Linked DNA regions of Danio rerio: region 1 is linked to region 2. Evidence: chromatin contacts called from public Micro-C data. All regions are on one chromosome and are shown on one strand. Each heading gives the region's core, a stretch centred on a gene start, on an enhancer-like site or on the middle of the called end of the contact. The rest is flanking DNA. Distances are from core to core; before and after follow the strand shown.

Region 1 (7,292 bases), core at 879-3,378, 150 kb after region 2:
AAATAAACTTGCCTTGCCTTGCTTGCTTCATTTATACATTTTACAAATGCTGACTAAAGTGCTTTACAAATCAACCAACACACAAAATGTATGCTTGTATATGTAAACAAAATAAAATTGATTAAAATCAAATGCAAGAGACAAAAGATGAATGAGATTTAAAAGCACCAAGGTAACAGCATGACCTGATATATAAAAGCAAACCATTGCACAGGCGAGGGGCTGCAACAGAAAAACTCCTGTCCTTCTTTTGATTTTAATCGAGACTTGGGAAAAACTAGCTGAAGCTGTTGTGCCGACTGAAGAGGACTAGATGAAGTATGCCAGTGAACAGGCTCACCAATGTAAGTAGGTGCCAGACCATTCAAACCTTTAAAAACATTAACTTGTACTGAATCCTAAAGTGGACTGGGAGCCAGTGAAGGGAAGATAAAACTGGTGATATGCTAGCACATTTCTTTTTACTTGTAATAGTAAGATTTGCATTCATATCATAATACGAGCAAAAAAGCAGACCTGACTAGTAAGATAAGATTTGTTGTACTAGTAATAATTACAAAATAGTGCATAATGCCTAATGAAAACTAATACTTAATTGATTAGCATTTATTAAATAGGCACCATCTAAATATTAGTATCAATTAAATTAGTTGTAGTAATGAATAAACCAAACTAGTAATATTTAAAATATGCTAATGCCAGTCAGTATTTGAATAATAATATTAACAACAAGTCAGAAATAAAGTATATCAAAGCAGAGCTTATAATTACAAAATAGTGCATATGGTGCCTAAAAAATGAGAACTAATACCTCATGAATTAGCATGTAATGAACAGGCACCATCTAATGAACATCAGTATTAAATAAATAGGTAGTAGTAACTAATGAATGCAAACTTGAAATATTTAAAAATATGCTAATGTCAGTCAGTATTTGAATAATAATAATAAAAATAATAAGTCAGAAATAAATGATATCAAAACAGCTTATAATTACAAAATAGAGCACATGGTGCCTAATGAATAAGAACTATTACCTTATGAATTATGTATTAAATAGGCACCATCTAATGAATATCAGTATCAAATAAATATGTAGTAACATTTATTAAACACAAACCAGTAATATTTAAAAAATATGCTTAATTAGTCAGTATTCAAATAATAATAACAAGTCAAAACTAATTTATATCAAAACAGAGCTTATAATTAAAAAATAGTGTGTTTGGTGCCAAATAAATAAGAACTAACCCATAATGAATTAGCATATATTAAATAGGCAATATTATCTCATGAATAAGAATCAGAGAGAATCTAAGGAATGAGTTCTAGTATTTTAAGAATGCTGTGGAAGTTGTACATACAAGTTGTAATATTTCATTAAAAAGTGAAGCCAGGAATTAAAAGATGATATCAAAACTATGTGTGTATAAAATATGTCAATTTAATTAAATTCAGGTTTGTTTGTATAGTGTTTTTCACAATAATTATTTTATCAAGGCAGCTTTACAAAAGGTATTACAATCAAATTCAGTTAAGGTTATTAGTTACCATAAATGTATTAGTTACTAATAACTTTAACTAATTACCAAGTAACTTTTAACAGTTAGAGTTACTGTATTAACATACTTAACCTGCAGTTATATAGTAAACAGGTGTTGTATATGTGTACATGTTCAATGAAGCGTGTTTGTGTATTACTGTATATGTGCCAGAAAACACATACTATACTATGCTACGCTATACTGTACTACACTGTAAATTTAACACATACTGACGTTAGGCTAAACTGTACATGTGACATTTATGATAACTTGATATATATATTTACCAGTTTGACTTCAAGGCTTGAGGAACCAGCATCAAGTGAATTCTCGATCAGTTCCTTGACAACATTCAGGACAGATGTAATAACCTGAGAGCTGCACAGCAGACGCACAGTCTCGGGGGGAAGCGCCTTCATGGTTCTCTTTCTAAAAAACAAAATAAATGTTTACAACCTGTCTAAGTTCAGTAAGATGCAGCATACGTGAATTAAAATGGCCAAAAATATCCCAACTTACTTCAGGTAGAATGTTAAAAAATATCCAGTAACTTCATCACACAAGTGTACTTCACATGTTTCCGAACGTCTCGGATATGACTTAACTGGCGCCTAAATGACGTCTGTGTTATTCTCTGCACTGATTGGATGTTGTCGCCTTGTCGTGTTTTGTTTTTATATTTGACGATGTAAATAAAAGCTAGAAAACTACGAAAATATGTAAACCAATGAAAAATATATACAAGTATTAGTTTTTAAATCGTGTGTGCATTTATCCTAACACGTTTGGAATTAACTCATATAACAACTTAAACATATTACACAGAATAATAAATAACAACAAAGTTTTCGTCATAAAATGAGCTAAAGTAAATGACGATTTATAAGTTATGGTTATTTACTAGCTCTATAAAAGTAGAATCTCTTTACGCTTGTTATTTGCAGAATAATCGCATTTATGTGTAAAAAGTGGCTTATATAATTCTTCCTGATTATGAAATAATCAATAGCGAGACATTTATTAAGCAAAATGTAAGCAAAATTAGCATTTTATCTGTTTTATTTTGTAAACATTACGCTTTTAGTGGGCGTGCCGCGTTTCATCTCGCGAGGTTTGCGGTTGTAACCCCGTTAGCAGTGGTAGCCTGGTCTGCTAGCGGTGTGTGTGCGGTGAGTCAGCCCGCAGTGCGCGCAGCGGAGGCCGGCAGCGCTCCAGCCTGCTTCACCCGGACGCAAAACAAGGTACCGTTACACATCTCCTACCCAACAAAGTCGCTAAATTAAACCCTAATAGCCCAAGACCTAGCAATAATCGCGCGATTTAGCAGCTTTTACTTCTGTTTGAGGTGTTTAATTGAAGTAGAGTGAAACAAAAGCAACTGGTGTTTGTTATGAAAGCAGTTGATGCTAAATAAAGAGCATTGCTCATGCGCAAAACCAAAAAACAACATAATGTAAGGACACATGCGGGGATAAGCGTGTTTAAACAGTGTTATTGTAAGTGGTTAGATTGTGAGCTGTGCTAGAAAATGCAGTGTTTTGTCGTGTAGCTCAGCTGCTAACTCTATGTGTGTCATAGACTTGTTTATCTCCTCCAGCTGCTGATGCAAAACCAACACGAGTCTGTATGTAACATTTAATAAACGTTAAATAAATGTTTGCTGGCTGTGTTATTTGCAACAGGCTTTTTATAAGTAAGAGCTATACAACACTGTTGCTGTTCAATTGCTGAGTTGTTGTCTATAGAAATATTAAAACATGTATTACACAATCAGAGAGAGATAATTTGATGTGTTGACATGATTAAGTGTAGCAGGACTTTAGCCTTTGACCTCTGATTTTATTTTAATGCATATATATTGTACGAAATATCAGATCAAATAATAGTGTTTGTGTGTGCTTTTCTGCAACTGATTGATAAGTTGATATGAAAGAAGCAAACAAATGAGCTTAATATTAGGTAACATTGAACTTTGACTTTCGAGCAGCTGCTTGAACCGCTTACCATGCCAGATAAAGCAAACATGCCATAAAATGTCACTTCCACCTCTTTTGCTGTTCCAAAGAAAAACCGAATTGTTGTGAATTATGTGAGGACGACTTAGCCGACGTGAACAGTAATAGAGCATCCTATGAAGAATCGGTCTATTGTAAGTGCATGAACATGCTTTTGTTGGCATATAGACGAGACCTCATTCAGACTTTGTCAAGCTGTACTCTTAACTAGAACAATAAAACATCTATGAAAGAACTAGTAAACCCAATTTTAAAGACTGACCGCTTTTGCTTCAAATCAATCCCCTATAGATAGCAAAAATACATTTAATAATTTGAATAGGTTCTATATAAACAAATCAGGTTAAGATGGCAAACATTTTATAAGAAGATTTTAGAGTGAACATTAAGTCTGTTTTGGAGATTTTCTTCTTACTCAGCATTAAAATAGCAAAGGAAGCTTGCATGGCATTAAAGCATCAGCTAACTAATCTGCAGCTAATGAGAAGCTTACCAAACATTTGCGTGTACTGACATATTGCTGTTAGTTATGTTTAAGAGAGAAAACAAAACCACTCAAATACCCTTTTTTAATAGTTAATTTTTTTGTTGTTTTTATTTTGTTGTTTTATCATTTAATGTCTGAAATTTAATTTAACAGCTTTTTATACTATGCAGAATTATGGAGCACAAAAATCTGGAAGTTTGAAATTGCTATACAGTGTTTGATTTTTAACAATACCTAATAAACCTTTAAAGATATGTTGTAAGGTCTGAGGTTGTTAATGGTATATTTCCTGTTAAATCCACCCGTTCACATCAATTTCACTATATTTTAGTCCCTCCAGTATTTTGCAAGTCCAATGTGGGTTTTGAGGGAAAAAATAATTTATTTATTATTTTCTGTGTTTATTATTATCCACAGAAAAACACAAGAACTATGGCAAATAATGCTATAAGTTTTAAGAAAAAAATGAGACACAATCAGTAATTTTAGGCCACAAATATACATGAAAAAAAACTGGAAGGACTAATATTTGTAATACAACGATGTAGGAGAATTTGTGCAGAAAACTACATTACCAATGAAGCTGCACAAAAAATTTCACCAATCAATTGTTACATGCCAGGGTTGTAGAAACAGGTTTCATGTCAAATTTAAGACATTTTAAGACCTTTTTAGAACCATTATGAATGAAATTACACTTACACAAGGCTGAGGAGTTTTTCGAATGGCCCTGTTAAAATATTTAAATAGCCATTAAAACAAATGTTATTGTAGGGAAGTTACATGAATAAATAATCTTTTGTTGAAACTTTTAATGAGATGAAATGTTAGTGATTGGATGGGTGTTAGCCAAATTGGGTAGCTTTACTTGAAAATAGGAAAATAAGACCTGTTTAAAATGATTTAAGACCTACAACACGATATTTCAGCGAATTTAAAACTTAAGGTTTAAAATTTTGTTTTAATTTAGGCATGGCAAGTTTATATAGCACATTTCATACACAATTGTTATTTCAAAGCACTTTACATACACGGGAGTAAAAGAGACATGTATAAGAAACGAATGATTTAAAAACAGGTTAAAATGTGTTAAAACAGGTTATAAAAGGATGAAGCGGGAAGAAAGACAATAGTGCGATCTGTAGGACGTAGCACAGTGCTCATTCAGTAAAGGCACAGCTGAACAGATGTGTTTTCAGTCTTGATTTGAACGTGCCTAATGTTGGAGCACATCCGATCATTTCTGAAAGCTGATTCCAGCAGCAAATTCAGACCCTGCAGATACCCTGGCATGCCTATATTGCTATAAACTTGAAATATATTGTATTTATATAAGGATATTGCAATATTGACTTTAAAATTATTAGTTTCAAATTTCATTGTAATTTGCAGCGCTTAATAGAATTTTCTTCATTTACCTCGTTATGTACACATGCTGCGTCCCAATTTGCATACTATCCATCCTAAATACTAATCTATTCTTGAATACTATTTCCAAAGCCATAGTATGTTAAAAAAAAAAGAGTATGCCAAAGGTTCCCGGATGGTTTAATATTTCCGGTGAAAATTTGAAATGTAGAGGCATCCATACACTAACCGCTGATATTGCCCAGTACATTGCACGTTGGACGTGAATTTGATTAGAACTACAAGCTCGGGTAAAAAGTGTAAACAAACCAAAAACATGGCAGACCATGAGACCAAGGCTGCATCCGAAACTGCATACTACTCAGTAGGTACTGCATTTGAATTTAAACGTACTACTCAGCCGTTAGAAAAGTGTGTTCTATACAGTATGAATGTGAAAAGTATGAATGGAATTTGGATGTACTACATCCGCCATTTTGACATAGTCACGTGACGTACCTGCGTAATTTGCGTCGCTTTACTCCCATTCATCAGTTCGCTCGCGGGGCATCATGGGATAGCGCAGCGTGCATGGGATGCGTACTCCAGAATCTCGCCGGAAGTAGTAAGTCATCCGGGTACTTCTCGCACAGTTTTTCGAATTCTATGAATTCGGACATACTACTCGGCTCACATACTGATTTTAGCGTACTGTATAGTATGGAAGTATGCGGTTTCGGACGCAGCCCAACTGTCAAGTAGAGCGGTTTGGGAAAATTTGTTTGAATGACTGTTAATCAATATCTAATCTATCCAACTAGAAGATATTTAAACTGCATTTTCTGTGTTACATTTCATCTGCAACAACGTGAACTCGTATCAAGATATGTTTGGACATTAACTTCTGAATGCATAATTACCAAAAGACCTGAGGAGATTTCTCTGCATGAAAGACTCGCGAATGGTAGATTATCCTGCTGCTGCTGCTTCTCCTGTAAGATCTGTAATAAAATATGAAAGAAATGTGGATAATGTGTGGAGATGATTGACAGGGGACTTAACTAAGCAGCATAATTTGTTAACGAGGTAGTAATATGTCCTAAAGCTTGCATACTCTTCTGTTACAAACTCAAAAGTATATACTTTTCCTTTACAAAAAAAAGTGCATACTTTTAGGGCATAGTATAAGTATGTTTGATCCGCGGCTTATAACACTCAAACAAAGGCTTTTTTTAACTCCTATGTGAAAAACGAACGTGGAAAAAATCCTTCTGAAACTTAATAAGTGGGCAGCCACTAATGCATTCTTTTGTATTGCTTGACTTTATATTTCCATTTTGACATTTTAGACTGCTGTAATTTACTGTTTAATTGGTCTGTCCACAGAAAAGCAAGATGAATGTCGGCGTGGCCCACAGCGAAGTGAACCCAAATACCCGTGTGATGAACAGTCGAGGGATATGGCTGACATACGCGCTCGGCGTCGGAATGCTTCACATTGTACTGTTGAGCATTCCTTTCTTCAGTGTTCCTGTTGTGTGGACCCTCACAAACGTTATTCACAATTTTGTAAGTGTCCTGAATAATCCTTTGTTATATGCCCTGTCTTATTCCCCTGTGCATGGGTTGTCATTTTCTCAGCAGTGGCCCGAGTCTTGACAATTGATGCTTCCCTAGTAGCCTGCGTGGCATTGTTATATAAGACTGCTCTTGCACAAAGATTCAAGGTCAACAGTATGACATCAGCAATCAAGTTAGAGCTCGCTGGCACATGATGATGCATGACGGCTTGTGCCACAATGATAAAGAGAGGCTATTCATAGGGACACTGCGATGTGTCTGTTGTCCTGACATGGAAAACTAATTTAATAAGCGTAGTAGGTTTTCATACATGGGAGT
Region 2 (7,551 bases), core at 819-3,318:
ATGTCTTTTCCAATCAAAGTAACATGTTTTTAATGATTTAATTATATCAACAACAAATTACAAACTTATAAGATTGCTATCATGAAGAAGCTTAATATTACATTTATTTAATTAAACTTAATTAAACCACTAATTGAGGTGGAGCATTTGTGTTTCATTTAAATAAGAAATATTACAAGTGTTTTTTTTCCCTTTTTATTCTCTCACAAATTCCAAACTACATGCATTTTTAAATTGATGCAAATTGAATTGCAAAAATTAAATCTGCAAAATGAAAACATCTAAACTGTAAAATATTTGTTTAAATTAATACATCAATTAGAAAACTGTCTGTAATACTTTCTCACTAGAAATCAAACGCACAACATTTATTTAATAACAGATTTATTAGACTTATAAGATAATTTAATAAATGATCAAATAAAATAAATCAAACGTGCATTTAGTTAAGCATTTTCAACCTATTTTTTGTTTCATTAGATGTAGCTTGGAATAGTTTTTTTTTTTTTACTTTCTCCAAATAAAATGTTTAGAAAAGGTTTTTTTTTTTTTTAAATGAACACCTTTTCCCTACTTCTCTCTTTCTCTCTATCTCTCTCTCTCTATTCAATTCAGTTCAGTTCAATAATTGCTTTATTAGCATGACAAATGTTGCAAATAGACTGCCAAAGCATTTATAAAGTTTACATAAAAACACACATAAACAAAAAAGTCACAGTAGTAATCGTAATAAAAAATATGTAAATATTCATTCATTCATTTTCTTTTCAGCTTAGTCTATTTATAAATCAGGGGTTGCCACTGTGGAATGAACCACCAACTTATCCAGCACATGTTTAATGCAGCGGATGCCCTTCCAGCCGCAACCCATCACTGGGAAACATCCATACACACTCATTCACACACAAACACTACGGACAATTTGGCCAACCCAATTCAATCTATAGCGCATGGCTTTGGACAATATAAACAGGGGGCTAATAATTCAGTGGGGCTAATAATTCAGACTTCAACTGCATGTATGTATGTATGTATGTATGTATGCATTATGTATGTATGTGTGTGTGTGTGTGTGTGTGTGTGTGTGTGTGTGTGTGTGTATATATATATATATATATATATATATATATATATATATATATATATATATATATATATATATATATATATATATATATATATATATAATATAATTAAATAAAAATATAAATAATATATCATACTATTTAATATATCATATATTATTCAATATATTATAAAATATATCAATAAAAAATAATAGATAAGAATAAACTGTACATTTCACAATCAACATTTTAGGAAAAAACAATAATAAAAACAAAAATAATCAGTACATTTACAACGATTCATTTATATTAATCTAGATGTCAATAATCTCTCTCTCTCTCCCTCTTTCTATCTCTCTCTCTATCTCTCTCTCTCATTTTCTTTCAAATGAATATATTTTCATTAATAAGATTCTTTCCCAGAGATGGGCTGTAGCTGGAAGGGCATCCGCTGTGTAAAACATATGCTGGATAAGTTGGCGGTTCACTCCGCTGTGGCGACCCCAGATTAGCAAAGGGACTAAGCCGAAAAGAAAATGAATGAATAATAAAAAATCGTAATAATTAAAAACAACTTTTGAATAATTTAGTGCGAGAAGAACACTCTTACAGTACTTATAATAGATTTTCTATATAGGGTGGTGCTGAATAAGTGCTGCCAATTAAATTCGAATGGCACTGCATAAAAGGAATAAATCAACAACATTCTTAACATTGATGGACAAAAGCAACATAAAAGTATGAAGCATCTTTTGCAGTTTATAACAGTCCTACCGAACATCCCGTGATGCTGCAGCCACCGGTGAAAACATCGACTGACCGGCGCGAAATGCATCGTCCTCTGAAGCAGACGACGAGTTACTAGATAAAATAACAAAGATAAATACTGTAATATATCCTAAAATATGATGGAGATGGACAGACACAGCTGTTCCCCTGTTGGTCGCCATGTCTTTCTTTCACAGCCACGCAGTTCCGGCGTCGGCACAGTTGCCTAGCAACTCACACACCAAAGTATATATCGGTATTTCCTCTTTTCGCGATTACAAAACCCAACAATGCAAAGTGATATATAGTCTTATACATGACACCATTAATTAAAATAATAAGAGAGCACATACTGCGTTATAGTTCGAAATATAAGACGTGGATGAAACTAGTCTGCCCGCTTCTCGCGAGATTTGCTCTATAGTGTCGCGCCATTATGACACCATGAAGAAGGGCCAATGAGCAGTCGCGACAGGGTGAAACCTTACTGTGCACAGTGATCCAGAACATCAAAGATATGAGCATGTCGTTAATAATTTTCACATCTGCACAGAGGTGAGTATTCTTAAAGTGTCCCGGATGTGGTGTTATCGTGGATTAGTTCTGCTTACAGGCTCTGTAGATGAAACAGGCTATCGCATGCAACCTGACAGTGTAGTACAGTACAGTTGAGGACATTTGTCCGAAGTTTGGACGTTGACTGTTATGTGTAAGTTACATTGTCTAATAACGTTAACGTAAAGAAAGTCAGCAAATAATGTAAGCAAAACATTAACAAATATATTATAAGAAGAATGTTTCTGAAACCTATAGAAGCCAACTACAATTCTGCATTCTCCATGACATTTAGGACAATCATTTGTTGCTAAATTTGTTCATATATTTTAGTGTTCATATATTTTAGTGTATTTTTGTTTGTAGATGAAACAGTTGTATGTATGTAATTATAAAATCTTGAGATATTTAGTGTTTTCTTGCTGTCCATTGTTTCTTGGAAAATTATTATTGTTTTTTATTTTGTAGTATGGAATCTATTACATTACATTATTTTAGAGACAACTTTTACTATATTATTTAGCCTTTTTTGTAATATATTGTAATTGATTTTGTGCCTTGTCCACTTTGTCATTGATATTTAAAAATAATCATAATACAATAAAATTAAATGCGAGTAAATTCAATATTTGTATGTTGTTTGTTTACTAGAGGTTTCAGTTTCAAATATTTTGTCTATTTTTTGTAGCAATGCTTTAAAATATGTATAACACAAAATTAGTAACAACACTATTGATTTTATCCTACACAGATTGCGATCAGTCTGTAGATTGCAGAGAATACATGGACACATGGTAAGTATTCTCAAGGACTGTATTCTTAGTGTGTGTGTGTGTGTGTGTGTGTGTGTGTGTGTGTGTGTGTGTGTGTGTGTGTGTGTGTGTGTGTGTGTGTGTGTGCACACAATTATTCATCCAGTTGAAAGTATGCACATTGCTAGTATGGATAATTTTATTTGTTTACATGATAAAATAACCATTTTGATTTGATGTCTTGTCCTAAATTGCTTGAAATTTAAATAAATTGTTAAATTAAGCTTGATACTGAAATAAACGCGACCAGTAAAATAAAAAATTACATATCATAATTGCTGTATAATATGCTGTATTATTGTTAATAAAAACAATAGTTATACATGGGTTAAAGACGTGATGACGTGATTTTTGCAAATAAAATTTTATTTTACAAATGCTTCTTTTTATGTGTGTGTGTGTGTGTGTGTGTATATATATATATATATATATATATTTATTTTATTTTATTTTTTTAATTGCCACAATATATTACAATATATATATATAATATCATTTGAACCAGATGATTTGATTATCTCTATTAGTAAAGATTTCATTCATATAGATTGACTGAGGTGATCAAGTCTTTTTCTATCCATCACATCTGCATAAATTATAATAAATTAAAATTAATAATTGCAATTAAACAATTAAAATATTATTTATTAATATTATTTTACATTCAATGTAAAATAACATGGTCATAATTGTATAAATAATTAAATATAATGTATTATACATTGTATTAATAATAATATATGATACTATCTTTATTTTTTATATTTAATACACAGTCTAATCCTGCGATATGACTATTTCAGATACACACATTGCGATTTTGATGCTCAATATTGTCATTGTTATATATATATTTGTAATAACAAAAAGATTCTGCATATTTCTTCCATCAAATACTATTTCTATATGTCTGGTTTCAGATGTCCAGTAAAGCTGGATCTGAAGTTCTGTTTGAGAAAGTGGGAAAAGCCGGAGTAATCACACTAAACAGACCCAAAGCTCTGAACGCTCTCACACTCAACATGATCAGACACATCTACCCTCAGCTCAAGGTTAGGAGAGAACAACCCCTTTTATTATTGATGATCATCCAGTCTAACTCCATGATAATCTCTATTTTGTTTATCTGTTTCAATCTTTTTGTTTTTGTAGAAATGGGACAAAAACTCGGAAACGGATGTAGTGATTATTAAAGGAGCAGGAGAGAAGGCTTTCTGTGCTGGTGGAGATATCAGAGGTAATAATGTAAAAAGACAACTGATTAAGAAAGAAATCTGTAACTTGTACTGAAATGCTCAAAATGAATGTTTTATCAGCAATCGCAGAGGCTGGAAAAGCAGGCGATTCTCTTTCCCAAGTCTTTTTCCGCGAGGAATACATCCTTAACAACACTATTGGTATGTCTTCACACTTTTTTAATAGTTTTTTTGCTTTGATGAACAGACTTATTTATTTATATCGTCAATTTTTCACTCATTTAGGTACATATCAGAAACCCTATGTGGCTCTAATTAATGGAATTACAATGGGAGGAGTGAGTATTTCTGCTATATTATTCTCATGCTGCACAAAATTCCCCAGCAGATGGTGCTGTTTGTCCTAATTTAGCAGAAAATAGCATTAACGAAGCCAGAGGCGATGTGGTCCAGCTTGACTTGTGTTTACTAGATAACAAAATAAATGAAGGACAACGTGTCCAGCTTTATACATATAGCTGGACTATTTTTTTCCCACTGTTTCCAAAATAGGTCTCACGTTGGCATTGACTTGTATAATGCACAGTCTACGCGTTTCCATTTGTGAATGATGCATACAAATTAGTAATCATACTCATAAGAACCCATTAGCTATTATTGTGTGTATTTTTAGTGCCGTTTTCAATACCTCCCAGTTATGTTTGACCATATGAGCTGCGTGACGCACTATGAGTCATAAACCCCTCTTTTAATCCTCTTAATTTCTGTTTTCCACTGCGGATTTTATCCTGTAGGTGTCAGCAGTGAGCTTCTCTTGCACACAATCTTTTGGCTTTCTTATGAATCAGTTCTGAAGTGTCCTTTGATTGGAAGGCTATGGATTGAGCAACATTTTATAGGACTGTGTCCACGTTGCACATAGTAGGGGAGAGAGGGGACAAAAGTACCATTTGTCACAAAAACCTATTTTTGAAAGATAATGTTTTAGACAGAAATATATTTTTGCTGTGGTTACTAACTCACAAAAGTGGTCTATCAAAATCAAGTGCTACTTTGTATCAATGTAGAAGAGCTTCAATATAATTTTATTTTAATCAAAAATTGCACATTTTGACCCCATCGACAGGGCCGAAAGTAACACCCGGGTGGGTCAAATGTAACGCAACAGTATTTGCTAGATTTACCGGCTTAATCTTGTTCATTTGAAATATATCTGACTGTGACCTTGTTAATATTTACTTCAAACATATTTTGTCCTTTAATTTAGCAAAAAAATATTGAACTGCATTTGCATTTTAAAATGCACTTTTATCAAACGTTTCAAAAGCAATCCAGCAATGCAATATGTTAAAAATTTCTAAAATGTTTGAATATTTTTATTATTATTGGCAATATGCATTCATTTTATAAAAAATAGGAATTAAAACGCTGCAAACTTTAATGTGGAAGTGAAAAATAAGGGTTGTCAATTAGCAGTGGGACATAAATAAGTGTTACTTTCATCCCCACAGGAACTCTTGCTGTTTAAACCTGATTTATTTTTTACCTGCAAACTTAAGGATGTATTAGTGCACTAAATAGAATGATCATTAGTGTGTTGCATGAAGAGAAACACAGCTTGTAATAAAGAAAAAAGACCTACAATAATTTACTTTCTGCACTTAAAAACTGATTACGGACCTAACCGCGGGACATGGTCTCGAAATCAGGTGATTTTTGGCAGTCCATCAAGGGTTGCATGCTGAATGTGCTGTTAATGCCTGGAAAGCAAACTTTTTTTAGGGATTTGAGAAAAACGATTTGTTACTTTTGTCCCCCGTTACTTTGGTCCCCTCTCTCCCCTTCACATTGCCTTAAATGTCTTTCATTTAAAGTTGTGGAATTGCAGTGGAATTACTGATGCACCACAAATAATTGTGGGTCAATCTACAGAATTTAATACAGTACAAAAAACATTAAATGATTTTTAAATTATAAAAATTAATCCATCTATTGAATCATCCACTACAAACTGATGTCAATTTATAAACAGTGTATTATACAAAAGCCTATTTCACCCCCAGGATTTAGTTTTTATTTTCTTAAAAAGGTAACTGTGACTATTTCATAGTTTTGACTTTTTTTTCTGCACTTTGGTTTTTCTTGCAATTTTGAGTTGGACTTATTTCTCTCAATTTTGCTTGTTTAGCACAATTATAACTTTTTTCTTGTAATTATTTTAAGTTTTTATGTTAGTTATTAGGGTCTCTCCACACCACCACCAGTGTGCAACATCCACTTGGATGATGTGACAGCAGCCACAGGACAACAGTGCCAGTGCGCTCACCACACACTAGCTATTGGTGGAGTGGAGATACTGTGATAGAGCCAATTTGGTGGATGGGGATGATTAGGAGGCAATGATGGGTAAGGGCCGATAGAGGGAATTTGGTCAGGCTCAGGATGATATGGCTGTGTTATTATTATTATTTATACAATATTTAAATCTCTACTGATGTGATTTTTTACAAAAAGTTCTATTTGATATCAGTTCTCAAAGGCTGTATATTAATACTTTTTTTCAGTATTCCTTATTTTTAAGGAACTAGATTATTTAAGTGCATACACTAAAATAAATTTCATTTGGGTTCATTTTTTAGTCAATAAACTAACAATTAAATCTCAATGACAGCAATTTTGAGTTTTCGACATTGTTAGAAGAAAGAATGGTGAAATTTATCAGAGAATTCAGATTTTTCTCAATCTACTTGACTAACTACTATAAATTCCTACCCTATTTCCCACGTTTCTGTATTAATATAAAATAGGAATTGTTAGCCTATAACTTAAAATTGGTGAGATACAATCTAGCAAAGGAAAGTCAGATTTTTATTTGATTTAATTTTGTGTTTGAAACAAGCTTGCATCGTATTAAATACATATAGATGCCCCTCATATGAAGCCGCCTGTGTTACATAAATGGCCATAGAAGTGAGTAAACTAATCATCAGTACTAACATGTTGGTGCTTAACTTCTTTTACCATCTTATTGGAGCAGTTGAAATATGACGGTCTTCAGAATTTCGTGGGGTTCTGGCAGTAGGAAAGCAACATTACAGGCTGGAATCTGTCACTTCCTAGCGTTTGATTGATCAGGGTTTGAGTCAAGGTTGA

What was found. A called contact is a pair of places that touch in the nucleus more often than the background predicts.
Region 1: a Micro-C map of caudal fin shows a contact between it and region 2, with 8 times the contacts expected there. The contact joins the promoter of pms1 here to the promoter of pofut2 in region 2. A contact is called at or near these places in 3 of 18 Hi-C or Micro-C datasets (caudal fin, hematopoietic stem cells and an unstated tissue).

Annotation. Positions count from the first base shown.
Region 1 is chr9:42,751,410-42,758,701 of GRCz12tu, forward strand. pms1 (PMS1 homolog 1, mismatch repair system component) reads right to left here and starts at 2,129. Exons shown (of 13, transcript NM_201319.2): 1 at 2,064-2,129; 2 at 1,832-1,973. The coding sequence starts at 1,963. It overlaps ormdl1 (ORMDL sphingolipid biosynthesis regulator 1), which reads left to right and starts at 2,726. Exons shown (of 4, transcript NM_200093.1): 1 at 2,726-2,785; 2 at 6,780-6,962. The coding sequence starts at 6,789.
Region 2 is chr9:42,600,570-42,608,120 of GRCz12tu, forward strand. It overlaps pofut2 (protein O-fucosyltransferase 2), which reads right to left and starts at 2,069. Exons shown (of 9, transcript NM_001077630.2): 1 at 1,842-2,069. The coding sequence starts at 2,017. It overlaps hibch (3-hydroxyisobutyryl-CoA hydrolase), which reads left to right and starts at 2,289. Exons shown (of 14, transcript NM_001014316.2): 1 at 2,289-2,390; 2 at 3,142-3,184; 3 at 4,123-4,254; 4 at 4,355-4,439; 5 at 4,519-4,599; 6 at 4,684-4,736. The coding sequence starts at 2,359.